Regions from separate parts of the Gossypium hirsutum genome. Here region 1 is linked to region 2. A link is a contact called in public Hi-C data. All regions are on one chromosome and are shown on one strand. Each heading gives the region's core, a stretch centred on a gene start, on an enhancer-like site or on the middle of the called end of the contact. The rest is flanking DNA. Distances are from core to core; before and after follow the strand shown.

Region 1 (5,243 bases), core at 811-3,310, 61 kb after region 2:
TGTGCTTTTAGTGCATGTCTCATTGTCATCGCTTAACTCTTACTTGATAATTTCTGCTTTTATTTTTGTGGACATGTGGGATCGAAAAGATATTATGATACATTCTTGAAGAACTACAAGGAGCTTGCCAAGGAAAAGAATTGGAGGCTCCCACTCTTTGGTATTTGCTAGTTTTGTTTCTTAGTCTACTTTCATGCTATATTACATGCTCTAGGTTGTTCTGTTCTGCTTTAGTTTTTCAGATTCTTATCTTCAACAATTGCTGTGGTTTGCAGTTGCACTGTCTTATTCTGTGCAGATAATGGATGAAGAAGTAATACCAGTCACCCCAAATGATGTACTGGTGGATGCTTTGGTTTCCCCCACTGGAGTGATTCCCATTACCTCAGCTGCCTTAGGGAGGTATTATTTTTTAGATTGCTCCTATGTTATACGACTGTTCATTTTTTCATGAAGTAACTGTGTCCGACTCAGAAATGGTCATTGTGGTACAGTCATCCAAATTTATGAAAAAACTAAGAAAATATTGAACATACATAATACATATATGCGTCCAAGACTTGCACCTAAGTAACATAGGATCTCTCTCACACACATAGAGTTTTTATACTTTTTCTTGTCATATAACTTATATAACCCTTGCAGAATGAAGCCTTAATGCTGTGCTCCTCTGAGTCAGATCCAAGTGCTTTTCTTCAATAGGATTCTTCTGAAATTGCAGTTTGAATAGCCTGCAAATTTTGATAGGATTGTCTTTTCCACAATGTATGAGATGCAGGGGCTTGTGTTATTGAATAATGGGATACAGTTCTGCTGTGCAATTTCTCGGAGGCCATGAATGCCTGTCCACCAGTGAATTGTCATGACCTTTGCCTGCTCAAAGCAGAGATTGTAATTGTGGTATGGATTCGGGATATTTTATTGTATTTGACTGATCTCGCTATATGCAACCATGTTGGAATTCTCATGGAGAGAAAATTTTTACTCCAATTTGCTTCACGTTTCTTATATTTTCTTTAAATATGAAATGCTGGAATTACAATTTTTTTTCTTTCTGCATCATTTGACAATAATATCCCGTCAGTTGTAACTTCATGCTTTAAGAAATTCCTTCTCTTTGACAATATCAAAGTGTAAGCATCTTACAACATCTTTTTGGTTTCACACTGTGTGTTCTCATGTCATATCTAAGAGTTAATTTACTTGGTCAATTCAGTGTTCTCTTGGTGATACCTTGAAACTTCACTTGAAAGAGATCCTTATGTGAACAAATTGGAAAATCAACAGGATTAGTTAACTGTTACTTTTTGCTCAGATTGGGACACATTTGTACTAGGTTCCTTCTTTGTTTCTCTGAGTCAGGTGTGAATATCAGATGCGGATGTGTCTAGCACGAGGTTCAATTTTTTTCTTGAAGATCTGCTCTATGTTTGGAGGGTTTTCAAAGGATTATATTCCCATACCCCTTTCCAGATATACATCAAACACGGGTTCTTCAAGAAATATGAAAAGTTGGAATAACATAGAGGTCCAATATACCTATATGCATTTTCACATAAAGTTTAGTTTTTGAAGTCGCATTGAGATTGAAGTTTGGTTGAGTTGCCGCCTTTAAGACCACGCTAAAACCCTTATGAGAGTGGATATATGGGCAATGGAATTTGTCATTGTGAATATGGTTCATTGACTAGTGTCTCATAAAGCTAGCTATGTAACTGTATTCAATTCAGTTTGACCGAGTCAAGTTAAACTCGGTCCAGTTATTGGTTGCAAATGTCTTCATAAATGTTGTAGACTTTGTCTTCTCTGCCCCATTTGCAATTTCTATTAGGATTAGGTGTTGATTTTCTGCCGCTGTCATTTTCTTGATTATTTCTCTGTAGTCTTTAAGAATTACATGGCCTTTTGCGTGTCATCTTTATAGTTTGATTTAAGTATGCACCCTTAAAAGCCAACTAACATTTACCAAGTTCGTATATTTTGGCATTGTTTTACAGACTTGTAATATCTTTATACTCCATTTTTATCTTCATTAGCTGTAATCTCAGGAAGAGAAATTCATGTCTGCCATGGTTTCCTTGTTATTCCACCTACTGTGTTGCCTCACAGTTTTCTGGCTTCTTCCTCTTCCTTCTCATTCAGCTGACCCTGATCCATTACAAGACTTTTGTGTAGCAAACCTGAGTGCCTCTATATCTGTTAACGGTTTTCCTTGCAAACCAGCATCCGAGGTGACTTCGGATGACTTTTTCTTTGATGGGTTCACCCAGGAAGGTAACACCACAAACGCCTTTTCGTCATTCCTCACACCTGGAAATGTCCTCTCATTCCCAGGGCTGAATACTCTTGGGATTTCAATGAACCGGGTGGACTTTGCCCCGGGTGGAATCAACCCTCCTCATTCGCATCCACGTGCGAGCGAGGTCGGTGTAGTCATTGAAGGGAAGCTCCTCGTAGGTTTTGTGACTACTAACAATGTGTATTACTCGAAAGTCTTGACTGCAGGGCATATGTTTGCCATCCCTCGAGGACTGGTGCACTTCCAACTCAACGTCGGAGATGGGGAGGCACTAGCTTACACGGCTTTCAACAGCCACTTGCCCGGTGCTGCGATTGTTCCCCTAAATCTCTTCGCTTCTTCTATCCCTAATGAAGTGTTAACCAAGACCTTCCAAGTCGATGCGGATCTTATCAATACCATAAAATCCAAGTTTAGGTCGTAAGATACTCGAAAACCCTGCTCTGCTACTTGGGGAACTGGCTTGTTATGCTATTTATCCACATCTGTATCTTTCCATGTTCTTTTATAATAATCATTGAGTATTTTAGCTTTGATTTATGAATAAAAGATTTTCCGGAAAAATGTTGAGATTTTTTAATCCAAAAAATGTCTTTGGTTATACTCTGCTCCAAATAATAATATTTACATAAATATTGAAATATTTATTAAGAAAACATTAGGACTTTAATATTATTATTTCATTATTTAAATGAAAGAAACTAAATCCTCAAGTTGAGTATGACAAATCATAATTTAACCTTATGGAAACTTATGAAAATTATTCTTCTATTTACAATAATCAATAATAAATAATTAGTTAAAATCTCTTTGGACAAAATTAATTTATAATATGGAAAGATTAAGCACTTCAATTTAATATTTATGCTATGAAATATCAATAAATTTATTTCTTTTAAATAGCAACCAATTATTTAAATTATTTTTTACGTAATATGAAAAATTAAAATATAAATTAATTAAAAATCAAAGTGATAGAAAAAATATCAAAATATAAATTAATTTAAAAACATAATAAGAATCTATCCTCTAAAAAATTAATCAACTAAATCTATAAAAATAAAATTAATTCTACTGGATATACATAATAAATTCTAAAGTAAAACCAGAACAAATAAAATCATAATTTATTTTCGCCACTCAACTATAATTTTTTATAAAAATTTCTTCATCAATATTATTCACACTCCTCGGTTAAATCATTAATGGAAGAATAACATAGTGACAAAATAAAAAAATTTAGCTTTTGGTATGAATACATTTTATTTATTTGATCTTAATTCTAAAAAATTCAAAAAAATTATTTTAAAAAATAAAAATAAAAATAAAAATAAAAAATACATAAACTTTCAATCAAGAAAAATAGTATAATGCACCTTGAAAGATGTGGATATTGTAGAACCATAGTGTTATTCATACATTAACTACAAAAGCCAAGTATTTGATCATTCACTCATTGAGTGACCATAGATCACAACTCAAGAAACATGCTAGCTATTGCTATTACATCACTATTTCCGGTTTCAGCTTTTACTGTCACCTGTATTTACCGCAGTTTAACACGATATAGCATCCAACACCCTCCACGATATAGCATCCAACACCCTCCGGGGACGAACACAGTTAGCACGACTGCACTGTATTACCTTGCCATGCCCAAACTATATCCTTGAGAGCTGGTTTAACATCCTCTTGCAGCTTGTTTCGAAACTCCAATGTATCACCACTGCACTTCCTTATCTCTACTAAATGAAAAGAAGGGGTGAACTCAAATATCTCTGCATCAATTGCCAATGCACCTTTTCTACCTCTATTTGAACCTTCCATTTTCAACAATCCTCCATCTTTCATCTTAACTTTTAGCTTCAAACTCTCAGCAATGTCCTCTAGTTTAGATGTAATAGCAGAGGCCGAATGCATGGAAGTGAACTGTATTTCCTTCTTTTTCTCGTCGTTTTTTGTAAACAATCCCGACAAATCGAACCCGCTTGATGACGAAATGATGTCGAAGGCATTCAAATTAGTGAGCTTCTTTGCTTCAAATGCATTGTATTTAGTCTCAGAACCCAAAACCGCAGCCAAATCGCGAGGGGCCTGTTCTGTTTCGTGTTTTCTCTCAACTGGTTTGGGGTTAAACCCCTTTCTGAACCATGGGGTTGCCATGATTCTCGCAATCGGGATTCTAGCTTTCGGATTAGGATTGAAGATTCTTGACAGCAACTTGGTCACTTCTGGTGAAAACCAGTTAGGAATTTTGTAGTTTGCCGTGCTTATTTTCCGATACATGGCTATAAGATTTGAGTCATTAAATGGCAGATAACCAGCTAAAAGAACAAATAAGATCACCCCACAAGACCAGATATCAGCTTTGGCTCCATCATACCCCTTTCTGTTTATAACTTCAGGAGCCACATATGCTGGTGTTCCACAACTTGTGTGTAGTAACCCATCTTGATGCTTGACTCAGCAAGCGCACTCAAACCGAAATCCGAAACTTTCAGATCACCGTTTTCATCGAGCAGCAAGTTTTCAGGCTTTAAATCACGGTGATAAACACCTCTGCTATGGCAGAAATCGACTGCACTGATCAATTGCTGAAAATACTTCCTTGCCAAGTCTTCTCTCAACTTTCTTTTGAACACCTTCTTGAAGAGCTCACCACCTTTGGCATATTCCATAACAAAATAAATCTTGGTTTTGCTTGCCATAACTTCATAAAGCTCCAAGATATTAGGGTGTTTAACAAGGTTCATAATTGATATTTCCCTCTTGGTATGATCAATCAACCCTACTTTCAAAACCTTCTCTTTATGAATCACTTTAATTGCCACACTTTGGCTTGTTTCAATGTTCCTTGCATAGTAAACTTTAGCAAAGTTACCTTGCCCTAACAATCTCCCTAGTTCATACTTTTTCATCACAATTTTCCCCTTAGTTTCCATTC
Region 2 (4,947 bases), core at 1,460-3,959:
CAAACTCCCAAATTTGAAAATGTCTTCCCAATTTCTAAAATCCCCAAATTGTGAAATTCCCTAAATCCCTACACTCCGAAATCTTCATTGAATCCCTAACAATCTTTAAATCTCTAAATCTTGAAATACCTAAATCGTTAGCATTCCGAAATCTTCTTGAAATCCCTAAAACTATTAGAAACGAAAAAGGTTCAACAATCGTGAGAGTTTCCGCAACCCAAAATCGAAAAGTAGGTGCTTTCTTATTTGGTTTGTTGGAAAAATAAATTTCATTTTTGGTTTGATTCACTACAGGAAAATAGGGCTTTAGCGGCGTTTTATAAAAAAACATTGCAAAAATTGTAAACAGAAACTGAGCAATAGCGGCGTTTTTTGTTAAAACGCCGCTAAAGACAAGAGCATTAGCGGCGCTTTTGGTAAAACACCGCTAAAGACCAGAGCATTAGCGGCGCTTTTGGTAAAACGCCACTAAAAGTCATGTGACTCCTAAAATCCTAAACCCCCAAAAAAACATAAAACACTAATCTATAACCCCTAAAATAGTAAACCCCTAAACCCTAACAAGCCCTAAACACTAAACTATAACCCCTAAAACCCTAAACACCGCAATAGGTGCATTTTTAGTGTTGCTAGGTTATAAACGCTGCTAATGTTAAATTATTTTGTTCAAAACTTCGTCGTTTAGCTGTCTTATTTTTTACCCACACCTGATACACTTAACATTTTCCCCGTTTTTCCTCAGTTCTATTTCCTCCTTCTTCCTCATCCTAAATCCCTAAAGTATTATCACTCATTCCCAAATTCGACATCCTAAATCCCTAACGAATTTAATAATAATAAAAAAGTAATTTTAACAATTAAACTTAAATTCAGAAATTTGAAACATAGAGGAATTAAATTCTTAAGAATAGAAATATAATGACTAAATTTTAATTTTACGAAAAGTACAAATACTTATCTCATATTTTAGCTTTTAAATATTAAGTGGTTTAGTATTCAATTTGTTAAAGTATGTTAAGAGAATTACTTTTTCTTTTGTAAGATTTAACACTCCTATGCGAAAAGATATTATTTAACTCATATATTTATTAAAAGTTTATATAAAAATTAATTGTTATTTTAGTTATAATCATAAAGTTAATTGTGTTTCGAGTTTTTATTATATATATATAAATATAAAAATACATTCTTATAACTTAATTTATATGTGAGAGGGTAAGTTAATAATTTCACAACTGAATTAATATACTTGATTAACCCATAACACCAACTTAATAAAAAATAACTATAATTATAAATTTTTCTTTCCATTAATATGATTCAACTAAAAATATTTTTAATATTTAATTTATATAGACAAACAATTATTGCACTCAAATTGATATAAATTATAAAATTACAATTAATTTTATTTAAAACTCGATTCGAAACAATGGATGTTTTGAATTCGTAAAGTAAAATAATCATACTAGAATATGGCACACTCATTGAATTTTTATGTAACAAAATTAATAAAATTTGATGTAATAACCAGTATGCCATTATATAAAAATCTAAACAACTAATGCGGACCATACTTAAAAGAATAATGCTTGTATTGCTGTGTCATTTTGTATTGTTTTTAATTCATCGATTCCATTTTATTTCGTGGATTATGATTTAAGGGTTGGGGTTTAAGGGTTAGGGGTTAGGGGTTAAGTGTTAGGTTTACTTAAGGATTAGACTTTATATATATTAAATGGTTTAGGATTTAGGCTTTATATATATTAAATAGTTTAGGATTTAAAGTTAAGATTTGTTAAATGATAAAATTTTATACAATCAATTAATACTTTTATATTTAAAAATATTAATCTAAACCATTTGATATATTTAAATATTAGATTTTCAAAAACATTGATAAATAGATAAAAAATTAACAGATTGATATGGATAGGTAACTATCTATTTTGGATATGACCGAATTATAACAAATAAAAATAAAATACAAAAACTAAAATCATTCCACACCGAACATCTAGCAAAATAGTTATATTTTAGTTATGAAGAAATATCTCTAATGAAATGGAGATTAAATTGGAAAAGAATAATATAAAATTATGATTAACGTCTCAATCTTTAATAGAAATTTGATATGTAAGAGATTGATTGCTTACATTGGATAATTCTAACTTAATAATTAATTAAAGCCATTTAATTATTTGTTTTCTTAGTAAAATATACAATATTTATTTCCAAAATACTTAATTTTTTTATTTATAAAAACCAATTTATAAAAAATAGTAATAAAAAATATTTTATAAAATCACTTAACTAATAATTTTTAATACAGAAAATAAATTTTTTTAGCATAATAAAACATAATCATTTTATTTAAAATAAAATAATTTTTTGTAGCATTTTTATAAAAACGCAACAAAAAATTAACTATAACGGCATTTTTTATAAAAACGCGACAAAAAAATTATTTCACTGGCGGCGCACTTTTATCCCTAAATTTTCCCCTTTTAAAATGCCTAATTTTTTCCCCTAAAATTGGTATCCTCAAAAAACCCCCCAATCTCACCCCCTCCGTTGCTCTTTTCAATCAAGAAACTGAGATGGCAGTCTTGATTTGGCATCAAATTGCTTCAGTCTTGATTTGGTTTCCAGTTATACTCTGAGATAGAAGAGATGGCAGTGAACCAGACGGCAGCGTTGAAGGTGGGGTTGTGTCTATTGTGGCTTCTGCTATTCGGCTACACGTTCATCTCCCTCCACAATCTCAAAGCTTTGAACTTATTATAAATTTAATTTTAAAAAATGGAGACCCCCCCTTTTTCCTGTTCTTCTCTTCTTTACACTCTATTTTTCATTTGATTCTGTTTTTTGCTTTATATTTTAGGTGCTTACTTTCTATCTCTTGGTGCTGATGTGTTTTTTTTTGGTTCACATTACTCGTCTTAGATTTGATCGTGATTGGAAAAAGATTGAAGCTTTTGTCGGGTCAAAGACAGTGATCCAGGTAATTTAGAAGATGTCTTGATTTCTTTCTGTAACTACTAGGCTATATGTTGTCTTCAACATGTTTCTCTGATTGTTTAATGGATGTGCTTGGCAGATCCGTAGTCATGCACAGAAGTATTTTCTAAAGGTTCAAAAAAATGGGACAAGTGAACATATACCTCCCCCTCGACCAAAAAGGAAAGCAGCTCATCCATACCCGCAAAAAGCTCCCAAAACTGGTCAGTATCATCTATATCTTTTTTCTGGGTAGTTCTTGATCTTGAATTGACCCTTGGTTATTTTTGCATCTATATAGCTTCTGTTGTACCCCAAGTTGCTGGACCATATCAATCTTCATCTGCTTTGCATGAACCTGGTTATACATACAGAGGAGATTCATCATCAACTCCTGGAAATCCAATTGCCACTGCATCTTTGTCTTCCTAGAGTTACAACTCTGTGCCGCCTGTCACTGTGTCTCAAGTGACTAAAGGTTTTTAATTGTTTCTGCACTGCTCTTACCTCATATTTCTTCTCAAATATTAAAAGTATAACATATGGTCATGTATTTTGTAGATGATGCAGTGTTAGCTGGACTAACTATTGTGCATAATTCTTGTTATAGTAGCAGTAGTGAAAGTACTTCCAGAACTTGGTCATTTGGTGAAACAATTGATCGAGGAGATCACTGGAAGCAATCTAGAGGTTAGCATATTATTTCTACTTTGAGCTTGATGATAGGACTATTGGACCATGTTACCATATCACATGTCTAGAGGAAACATGTTTCTTTATTCATGCAATTTCTAAAAAATAATGGCATCTATACTGAAGCTTCATATAGCATTTTTAATCATCTACTATGACTTGCCTCAACTAGGATTTTAATGCCTACTTGTGATTACTGAATTAAGTGCTTGTCATCAAAAGATAAGTCTGATTTGTTTGACATATTCACTTACTTATTTTCCCATCAATTTAAGGTCTGTTTATTGTTAGAAAAAGATTCATGTTTCTCCATTTGCAAGAAAATGATCATCTTGTCTCATATGCTTACATGAAGAATTCTAGCTGCCTTATGATGAAGAAACAACATATTTGACTCTGGGATTTTTTGGATTGTATTCTTCCCTTAATTCTGCTTTTCTTTTTGCTGTAAACATTGATAATGTTATGACCTACTAGGTTATTCTGAATTCTGTTACTGCTGTTTTTAGTTTTTCCAATATTTACAGTACTGAAAATAAACATGTTACTTGTGGACTTTGAATTGCCTAGTTTAAACAGCAAAATGCTTGAATGGGAATTATTTATTTGCTTTTTTTGTTGTTGATCGAGCACTGGGTTGTCAAGAACACGTGATAATCAGTGTCTTCTTGAGTAGTTCCTGTCATCACATCCTTAAGTTTCCTTTGTCCCATTGATGATAAGTGTGCTTTCTATACTGTGCGGTTTTGCCAGATTTTGCTGAGGTGTACAGCTTCATTGGCAGTGTCTTTGATCCTGGTACAAGTGGGCACTTGCAGAAGTTGAAGCAGATGGACCCAATAAATTTGGAAACTGTATGTCATCCAAATGATATTAATAATTTTATTTTATTTCAATTGGGTGTGTGTGTGTGTGTGGAGGAGATTGAAGTGTCATATGTTTACTTAAAATCCTATGGTCAACTCAAGCTGCTTTATTTGCCTCTTTGCAGGTGTTATTGTTAATGAGAAATCTCTCAGTCAATTTGACGAGCCCTGATTTTGAGGATCATGTAAATTCTTGTTCCTTGTCTTGAGAATGTTTTTATATCCACTGTTGGCTCATACATACTATATTTTATATTATGATTCAATTTTTCATGTTTGAATCTGAACTGATTACTGTTATTTCCTATCTTTGTTTTAGTTTCTTATAATGCCATCCTGTGATATTGCTTTAGAGTTTTGCATATCTATTCTGTTCTTCTCCACATTG

Evidence for each region. A called contact is a pair of places that touch in the nucleus more often than the background predicts.
Region 1: a Hi-C map of fibers shows a contact between it and region 2, with 4 times the contacts expected there. The contact joins the promoter of LOC107896426 here to the enhancer-like site in region 2. A contact is called at or near these places in 15 of 34 Hi-C or Micro-C datasets (callus, fibers, hypocotyl and 3 more).

What each region holds. Positions count from the first base shown.
Region 1 is chrA10:104,168,659-104,173,901 of Gossypium_hirsutum_v2.1, forward strand. It overlaps LOC107896426 (germin-like protein subfamily T member 2), which reads left to right and starts at 2,061. Exons shown (of 1, transcript XM_041077905.1): 1 at 2,061-2,833. The coding sequence starts at 2,061. The coding sequence ends at 2,723. LOC107895444 (5-formyltetrahydrofolate cyclo-ligase, mitochondrial) reads left to right here. Exons shown (of 10, transcript XM_016820723.2): 8 at 90-160; 9 at 276-402; 10 at 779-990. The coding sequence ends at 794. It also overlaps the pseudogene LOC107896427.
Region 2 is chrA10:104,107,367-104,112,313 of Gossypium_hirsutum_v2.1, forward strand. It overlaps the pseudogene LOC121208071. Among protein-coding and RNA genes, the nearest start is that of LOC121207570, 11 kb to the right of the region's middle. Within about 2 kb of position 2,710, at least 6 of the 9 cell types and tissues checked have an H3K27ac peak or open chromatin away from gene starts, as enhancers often do. A contact at or near this core is called in fibers, where this site is marked.